Linked DNA regions of Mus musculus: region 1 is linked to region 2. The links are chromatin contacts, called in public Hi-C maps. All regions are on one chromosome and are shown on one strand. Each heading gives the region's core, a stretch centred on a gene start, on an enhancer-like site or on the middle of the called end of the contact. The rest is flanking DNA. Distances are from core to core; before and after follow the strand shown.

Region 1 (4,533 bases), core at 185-2,684, 250 kb before region 2:
CATCAAGGTATGTTTTGCTAGATAGCACAACTGTAAAGTTTACTGTTTTTCTCTTGAAAAATAATAGGCCTTGCAGGGAGCTATTTTGAGACAATAAATGTCCTGTTTCTCCTTATAGTTTTATCATCCAGAGAAGTTATTGATGATTCTTGCATAAGTCAATCATGTTTCTTATCCATTGGTGATTTTCTAAATCCATCATCCCATCTACATTTATTAACCACATTCTTAATATAAGGAGGGGCTTTCTGTTTTCCATTTGATTAGTCCTATGCCCTTGTCACTTATGGAGTCTTATTTATAGTATTATTTAACTTATTAGTATTGGGTAGATTTTAAGGTGCTTGAGTGGGCTTATAGGTATACAAAAAGTCAGGGAGATATAGAAGAGACAGTATATGACTGGTATGGTGAGTCTAACCCATTTTGTATCTTTTAAAACTGTCCTTGGCTAGGTCTGGAGGATGCACCCACTGGAAGATGGTTAGGGAGAGTAGGCCCAGGGTGAGTGGGGGATGGACTGGTCTGTGTGGGTTGTTTAAATGCTATGGGTAGGGAAACAGAGGTATTATAACCCTCGGGAGGAAAGTGATTAATTTTGATAGTTTGGCAAGAATGTCTTGTGGAGTGAACAGATCACTTAGATGTGGGAAAAGAGAAAGAGACCATAAAGAAGAGCAGAGAAAGCTCTGAGAACAAAAGTGCCCCCTTAAAAAATGTGCCCATCACAGTCCTTCTAAAATTTTGGCAAGGTGATCGGCTCTTGGATATCAATTACAAAGGCTGCTGAGATGTGATAACCACCTCGGGGTTTGACTGCATTTTTACAGTCTGCAGATTAGGGGTCAGAAGTTCAGGAAGCGAAAATCCCTCCTGGTCCAGGGATCTAAAAAACGACCCCTCTCCTTAGTTTCCAATACCATAAAACAAACCCGATACTCACCTTAAAGCCGTAGACGGCTTTTTTTGAGAAGTCTCCTTCATGGAATCTTGAGCATCTAGGAATTTCCCTTTAAACATTTGCTTCTGACTCCTGAAAAGCTACCCACAGGCCATACGCAAGAGGACACTCTGTAATGGTTGGTCATCATTTAGTTTTATTTATTTTATTCACATTAATCAGAAGCAGATGTAACCCAAAATGCAAGTTCTTATTTTAGAGTTCATGTTAATCCAGAAGATGCAGAAATACAGTACGATAGCTGAACTTCCAAAGAGCCAAAAGAGTTCTCTAGTTTCTCCAAGTAATACTGTAAACCTGAAAACATTTCTAGCACATGCTTTCTGTTTGCATGCTCTTGTGTTTGAAGGACGGAAAAGTGGATTAGTGTGGTTTAAGATGTCTGGAAGCAAAAGTTGGACTATGTCTGCTACCCTCTTATCCAGAACACATAATACTCCCAGAGAAAATTCAAGCTCAAGATTCTGAATCCCAGATTGACTTCAGGAGAGGCTGCCTGGCTGCAGATGTAGGTCACACTGTTTTGGCATCCTGTGTGGGTTTCCAGCTGTCTGCTGGACTCGGAAACCGAGGGATTCGTGTTTAAGTTACGGCACGCTGGAGAGCAGAGTCCGTTTTCAAACCTGAAGCTATTCACTTACTGAAATTCACTTTTCTCTACCGTTCTCACTTCTAGTTTTTCATTCGTTTTGTGGTCAGAAGTTTTAGTTCATCAAATGGATACAGTATTTCCCTTTCTTTCTTTTCATTAATTTATAAACCTCAGTTTTGATAAAAGTTAAGTTAATCTGATTAGAACAATAACAACAACAAACAAACAAAACAATACAAAAAATCTCAACAGAACAGAACAAAACCCTAGCCTATTATAGTTTAGATTGCTCTTGATACAAACAAAGAGATTCTAATGCAGGAAGACTCATTGAGTACTGGGCACAGGAGGGCAGGGAAGATAGGGCCATACTGCATTGTAGTTTGCAAGTTGCATGCTTAAGGATCCTGATAAATTGGGGGGGGGGGGAAATGGTTAAGTGTCATAAAAATGTCACAGAAAACCCAAAGAGAGAACAATTTGGAGAAAGAGAGTAAGAAGAAGAAATTTGGTGGCAACTGTAGGACTGTCACCAAATTCATGTGGTTGTAGGATCCCTTGCTCTGCCACACAACCAATTGTGACCCTCCAGCTAGAGAACTGTGCTTAATATCATATTAAAGGTTATCCCACCAATCTATGTATACATAGACACATATTTGCGGTTCATGGAACAAAAGGTAAGCAAGAACTAAATGCAAAGGCACTTGTCACGGCAGTATGCGATCTGCGCCTGTAATCCCAGCACTCAGCAGACTGGGGAAAGAAGACTCCGTGCTCCAGGTTAGCCTAGCCTCCACAAGAAGATTCTATTGGGAAGAAAGGTATGTTATGATAAGAATCAAAAGTTATGATAAGAATCAAAAGTGGTTCATATAATCCAAGAGTAGGAAAACACCACACTTCTGGAACAGTGGAGGCAAGATGCTCCAGGAAAGTCACTAGGACCTCTCTATCTCCTACACTACAGAACGATGTATCCTTTTTATAGTCTCTGCTCTCATTTTTCAGAAGTGGATGGCAGATTAGCTAAGAGGATGGTATTCACAGTCTGGGCAGACAGCATCGACCCAGAGCAATCTTATTGTAAAGCATGAAGGTAGGGCAGGCAAAAGGGTGGTCACCAATGGAGGGACTAGCCCTGTAAGTTGGAACAACTCCTAAAATGTGTCTCAGCAAATGCCTACTGTGTGTAAGACATGCAGTTGCAGAGCCTGTCTGCTCTCACACGAATGAAGAGGACTCAAGTTCAGACATGATCACTATGAGGCAAGGTGTGACAAAAGGTATATTAAAAGGTCTAGGGGAGGAGCCAGGTATAGTGTGTCTACTTGTAGTTTCAGGTAGGTGGAAGTTGGAAGACTAGGGTTTGAGGCTAGCCTGAGGTACATGGTGAAACACTGTCTCAAAACAAAACAAAGCAAGCAAGTGTTTAGAAGAATCTAAGGAGTGGATAACGCTTGGAATTGGAGATTTGGGGAGGTCTAGCCTGGAGGCCTTGGCAATGGGCAGATTGGGGAGGTAAAGATACGCATAGCATAGAAACTAGAAATAGCAAGAGGGTGTGTAAAACCACAGAGTGGATGCTGAGAACAGGGAGGTCCAAGGGCAGGGAGACCATATTCTGGAAACAAAGAATAGCTCTGGTATCAATAGAAAGTGGCCTCAGCTGCAAGTGATTAAAAGAGGGAAAAAAGGAATGGACAGCAAAGTAGTCATGGCAGGAGCAAGATAGTGGCTTGGTTTTGTCTCAAATAAAGGAGCCTGACAGTTGTGGGATTAGGGTGGGTAGAATGTCTCCAAACACCAAGAACCCAGGTTCCTTGCATGCTTATATCCTTACTAAGTGGTTTCTATCTTATAGTAGAAGGACAACAACCCAAGCCACTGCCATCAGATCCATGCTCTACCCAGCTGTCTGGAGATGTGCGAGCGGGGGTACCTTTTACCATGGAAAGATGCTTTCTACAGGTTGTGCACAATAGCTTCTATTACTTCTTATCTTACAGATGTCTTAATGACTTTTCTGCTGTTGTGATAAAGAACATAACCAAAAGCAATGTAGGGAAGAAATAGTCCAGGTAAATAAGGGCAGGAACTCAAGACTGGGACATGCGGGCAAGAGCTGAAGTAGAAGCTGTGGAGGGGTGCCGCTTCCTGGCTGCGTACTGCTGCCTTATGGCTTGCTCAGGATGCTTTCTTATAGAACTCAAGACCATTTGCCCAGGTGTGTCCCCAACCCAAGATGGATGCACACTCTCCTATCTATCATTAATCAAGAAAATCACCATAGATGGAACCACAGGCAATTCTTAATTGAGGTTCCTTTTCTCAGATAACTGTGGTTTGTGTTAAGTTGACAAAATAACAGAAAATTTAAAAATCAATCAGAACATTAATACTTGATAAAATATGCATGGCTAGCTATAAAGTAAGCTCAGAAATACAGCGATCCAGTGATCCTGGCTCTATATCAAAGCCAATAGTACTATTTCTAATAAGGAAAGAATAAATACTGGAAGACAAATCCTTTTCACTTATATTGTACCAAAAATGTAGACCCTATATGAGAGATGAAGCTAAAAAGTTAGGATTCTAAAGGATACAGTGCTAAGGAAGCTGTCTAATTTGGCCAGTACTAGGGACCACCAAATGTTCCAGAGTAGCCGAGTGACATGATCAGGACTCTCCTTAAGACGTTTGCTATTCAAATGATTATCAAACAAGGCAATAACTACTAATTCCCATTTGAAAGCCACTTCTGAATTGAGAACTATAGGCAGTGTATGTGGGAAGCAGGAGAGGCTGTGTAGGGATGGGAGAGGAATGAGAGGCAAACATGGCTAGAAGACTCTGTAGATGTAGAACAGTGTTAATGGGAACTAAATGGGCTCTAGAGCAATTGGAACGTAAGATGATGAGGAAGAAAGAGAGGAGAAGGGAAATTCCTGTTTTCTGCCTTGGGAATTAGGAACTTTGT
Region 2 (4,316 bases), core at 1,482-3,981:
TCTTTACTGTAAGCCGATCTAAATCATTCAGGCCAGACCAAACAAAACAAAACAAAACAAAACAAAACAAAACAAAACAAAGCAAAACAATTTGTGTCTAAATACAGAACTGATTCTTTCAAGAGAGGTCTGGTCCATTGTCAGCCTGCTCAAGTTCAGGAGACCTGATGGTGCTGTAATCAGGACAGCCTTTGTCAATGTCCCTGTGGGTTACTAAGTAAGCTATGAGCCCAGTCCTGTAGAGGGACTAGAGATGGCAGGATAGACACTAAGAGACTACAATGCTTCAGTGGCCTTCCTTCTCTCCACAGCAAAGCTGGCAGATGAGGCCCTGATTCAACCCAAGTTACTTTCTCTCTCTCTCTCTCTCTCCCTCTCTCTCTCTCTCTCTCCTTATCTCCTCTCCTGAGAAGTCTCCATTGGAGGCTAATTGTGAAAAATGCAGGAAACAGATGGACTCTTTGTCTTGGAAGGCGGTTGGGCCATCCATTGGGCCTGGCCCAACCTCTCTGCTGAGAGCTGTGTACTAGCTCTCTGAGTGGCTTTTCCTCTAGCCTGCAGTCTGTTCTTCTTTCCATCTTGCCTTACAATTTCCTCCCTGGCTGAGGCCTCACTTGGTCAGAGTCCACGACCAGATGGATGATTCTTGCTCCTTCTCATCTCGGCCTTTGTTTGCAACTTGCTCCAGAGAGCTTCACCTGACATTGCAGGGCTTCTGCACTGACCTTTGTGCTCAGCGCATGATCCAAAGGCCTTTCGGGCCCTCCAGGGAATCGGGTTGCTTTTTTTGTTGTTTTGCTTTGTTTTTCAGAACAGGCATTAGTAAATATTCCTTCTTTTTCTTAACTCCTCCCAAATTCAATACACAGGCAGGGAATAGCTAGGGTTCTCTGTCAGGCCAGCTTTTCCCTCTACCTACTGCCGCCAGCTGAGCCTAGTTGCTGCAAGGCCCAGTCCACCTTAATCCTACCATTAGCCTTGCTTTCTTCACTAGCCAGAATGAGCTTCAAGTGCTTGGTAAATTACCTCATTGTCTGCTTAAGTTTCTCAGGCAGTGGTAACTCCAGAGCTCCGTGTGGGGCTGTCTGTGCCGAATGCTTAAGATAGAGGAACAGTGATTGCAGCAGGAAGGGCATGGAACTGATAAAGAACATATACGGCATGGAGACCCCCAAGTCACTTTGAATGGAACCTGTTTTTGTGTCTTTAAAAGACAACATAGCTCTTTTCTTTTCCTCTGCCTTTGGATAGTCGCATCTGCCCTTCACTAGATGGGGAACGGCTACAGCAGACCCTTCTAGAAACTGAGCTTCAGGCTTAGAATCCTTCATACTCTCAAACACTATCAGATTTTGAAGATATATAACTTTTTTTGTTGAGAGATCTGCCATGTCTGGTGTAGAAAATGTATTTGCAGCTCTGGCTTCTACCCGCCAGATGCCAGCAACCCCAAACGTCCACTTGTGAAGAATTAAATGTTGGCAGTGGAGGATGGCTCAGTGGTTAAGAGTATTTGCTGCTCTTGCAGAGAACCTGAGATTGCTTCTCAGCACCCACATTGGGGCTCAACACCTGTAGTTCCAGATCCAGGGAATCTGACACTTGCTTCGGACATCTGGAGACCTCCTTCATATACGTGGTAAACACAAATGCACTTGAGCACATACTCACAAAAATAAATAAATGTTGTAACAGAAACACCATCAAAACTGTCTCCAGAAATTGTGCAAGAGCTCCCGGAGGTCCAAGGATGTCTGATAAAGAGCCATCAGTGTAAAGGAACACTTAGCATCTTCTGGTGGCTTTTGGGGCTCTTAAGAATCACATGTAAAAACGTTATCGTTTTACAGGGTGCATTTATTTGCTATGGGGAGCAGTGCAAAGTACCTAAAGGCCCAATGTGTAATCAATCTAACTTTGGCTTCAGAAATAGACAAAAGAGCTACAGGATGAAGCCTGGAGCTCACAGAAGAATGCCCAGAGAAGAACGAGGAAAATTAAATATGACCAGATAAAATAATTCATGCACCATTGGCAGAATTTAATTATAGGTAACTACGGTCTATGAATGAGAATCAAAAATGTGCCAAAGGCAGGCCATGCAATGATGGCTGAAATGATGCCCCCCGTGGACAAGTGGACTGGCTTGTAAACCAGACTTGCTGGGCGCGTAGGGCAAGAGCTGCATCTTGCCATGGTCCTAATCAATAAACCAGGCTGGGTAAGCTGAGGAGAAACTGCTGCTCACCTGATGGTAACACTGGCCCATGGCACTGGGCACCAGGGCTTTATAAATCATCTTGACATCCATCCAAGCACTAGAAAACCCAAACTGAGGTGTCGAATCTCAGGTCTTGGAAGGATGTGACAAGTGCTCAGATAAACGGAGCAGAGAGAAAAAAAAAAATAGGAATGAGGCAGAAGTGAGATGTTCCCTTCCCATATGAAGCAAGTAATGAAACTGTACTGCAGGGGTGCAAATTTGGACACTGGGAAGGCATCGGAACAGTTAAGCAAATCAGCCTAGGCAACTTGGAATGGAAAAATGATTACAGTACGGAGCTCTCCCAAGGAAAACAGGAAACACGCTGGAAAGCACAAAGCCTTTCTCAAGCAGACAATCCCACATGGAAGTGGAAACTTGAAAGGAGATTCAGTGCTACAAACACTCCGTAACCACATAACAGCTGCCTGATGCAGAGCAGGACTCTGTGAATATGTCTTTGAAATTATCAGCGGCAGCAGCTGAATAGGACCGGCGCTGTGAAGTCTCCTACTCTGTAAAGAGAGAGGCTTTTACAAGAGAGCTGGGAGACCACAGACTTCATGATTTCAGCAGCAGGGGAAAAGCGTTTTGAAGCTCTAAGCCACAGCTTGAACGTAAGAATCTCTAAGGAAGTTATGTTTAATTACAAAGAAATCACTTTTTTTTTTTTCCCAGTGCGGGGAAACCATCCCGCAAACCTGTGAGGTTAAACTGCAAAGGAAAATGTTAACGGATGGAGCAGCCGAGCCAAACAATTTAAACCCCTTTCTGGAAAGCGTTTGACACTGTTCTTCATAAAAACCCTTAATTGGCAAAAATATTTTCTGGCATTTAGAAGGCAAGCTATTTTAACTACAATGAGAAAAAGAATCCCACAAACCAGTTTTGAGATAGGCTATCAAGTTACCGTCAATATTCGGGGTGGGACGGGAAGAACACTGAGGCTCACTTGAAATACGTTGCACAGCTCTGATAAAAGATATAAACACGGAGAGGGCGGGGCCAGGAGCAGTCACGTGATACAGAGACTGGCGAAGACTTAACTTTGCCTTAGCATGTATCTTGCAAAATCAGCAACTGTGCTTCACTTGGTCAGCAAAGAAGGGAGTTTATGAGAGGATATCATTGAGACCTTAAGAAAAATTCTAAGGGGATTACAGATGATAAGGCAGGAAGGCAGCTTGGCTTTGAATGTAAGATCCGGGCCCACATATTCTGTAAACAACAAGCAAAACAGTAAGACTTCCTGTGTGTTGAGGGAGGGTTTGGAGCTTCTGAGGTGGGAAAGGGGGTCTTGAGTAATGCTGTCTGAGAAAGTGGGACGGTGAGTAATGGCCAACTCTGTGCAGAGGAGAAACCGAGAGACACCGTTTATGAATAGGTAGCTGCATTCTTGGCTCCATTTCAGAGAAGTTGTTTAACCATGTTCTAGGATGCAGGAAGTGGCTTATTTCACTGACAGAGCATCTGGATCACATACATTAGGCTTCTTAACTCTCTCTTTGTCTTCTATTTCAAATCCAAACCTCCCTCCAAGGTTTGGTCCAAATCCCATCTCTCTTCTCTGCAAAGTCTTTCCTGGTCCCTCATGTGGTGTGAGATCTTCCAGCACATACTGCCTCTCACATTCATTGGCATTTATTTTTTAACTGTCAAAAAAAGGTCTCCAACTAGAGGGTAAGCAATTTCAGGGCAGAGGCAATGTCTTGTATGCTTTCCTTGATTCCTTGTACCGCATATTTTGGTAAGAGACTTGGAATAAGTTGGGGTGTTAGTTAGTGAAGTGCTTGCAGGTATCTTCTAATGGACTCCATATATCTCATTTTATTAGGGGTTGGCATTCAGTGTAAGTCAGGCAATGGGCTATGTTGTAATGTCATTAGTTATCTTTTATTTTGTGTCTAAAATTAATATAACAAACGTTATACTAAAAGCTAAGAAAATTAGAGAGAGGAGGTGTGAGGCATAGTGTCTTGAGGGGTGAAACAGGAAGAAATTAAGACTAAAGAACTAGGGCCTATTCTAAGACTTGAAAATACTGAAGTTTTCT

The links. Hi-C and Micro-C count contacts between places; a contact is called where the count stands out from the background.
Region 1: a contact with region 2 is called in a Hi-C map of uterus, with 4 times the contacts expected there. The contact joins two enhancer-like sites. A contact is called at or near these places in 11 of 484 Hi-C or Micro-C datasets (adipose-derived mesenchymal stem cells, embryonic stem cells, nephron progenitors and 2 more), 2 of 115 datasets of contacts at active chromatin or transcription factors (craniofacial prominence and embryonic stem cells) and 1 of 9 other capture datasets (embryonic stem cells).

What each region holds. Positions count from the first base shown.
Region 1 is chr1:57,681,497-57,686,029 of GRCm38.p6, reverse strand. No RefSeq gene overlaps it. Among named protein-coding and RNA genes, the nearest start is that of Spats2l, 91 kb to the left of the region's middle. Within about 2 kb of position 1,434, at least 12 of the 459 cell types and tissues checked have an H3K27ac peak or open chromatin away from gene starts, as enhancers often do. A contact at or near this core is called in palatal mesenchyme and uterus, where this site is marked.
Region 2 is chr1:57,435,531-57,439,846 of GRCm38.p6, reverse strand. No RefSeq gene overlaps it. Among named protein-coding and RNA genes, the nearest start is that of Gm22371, 15 kb to the right of the region's middle. Within about 2 kb of position 2,731, at least 105 of the 459 cell types and tissues checked have an H3K27ac peak or open chromatin away from gene starts, as enhancers often do. A contact at or near this core is called in palatal mesenchyme and uterus, where this site is marked.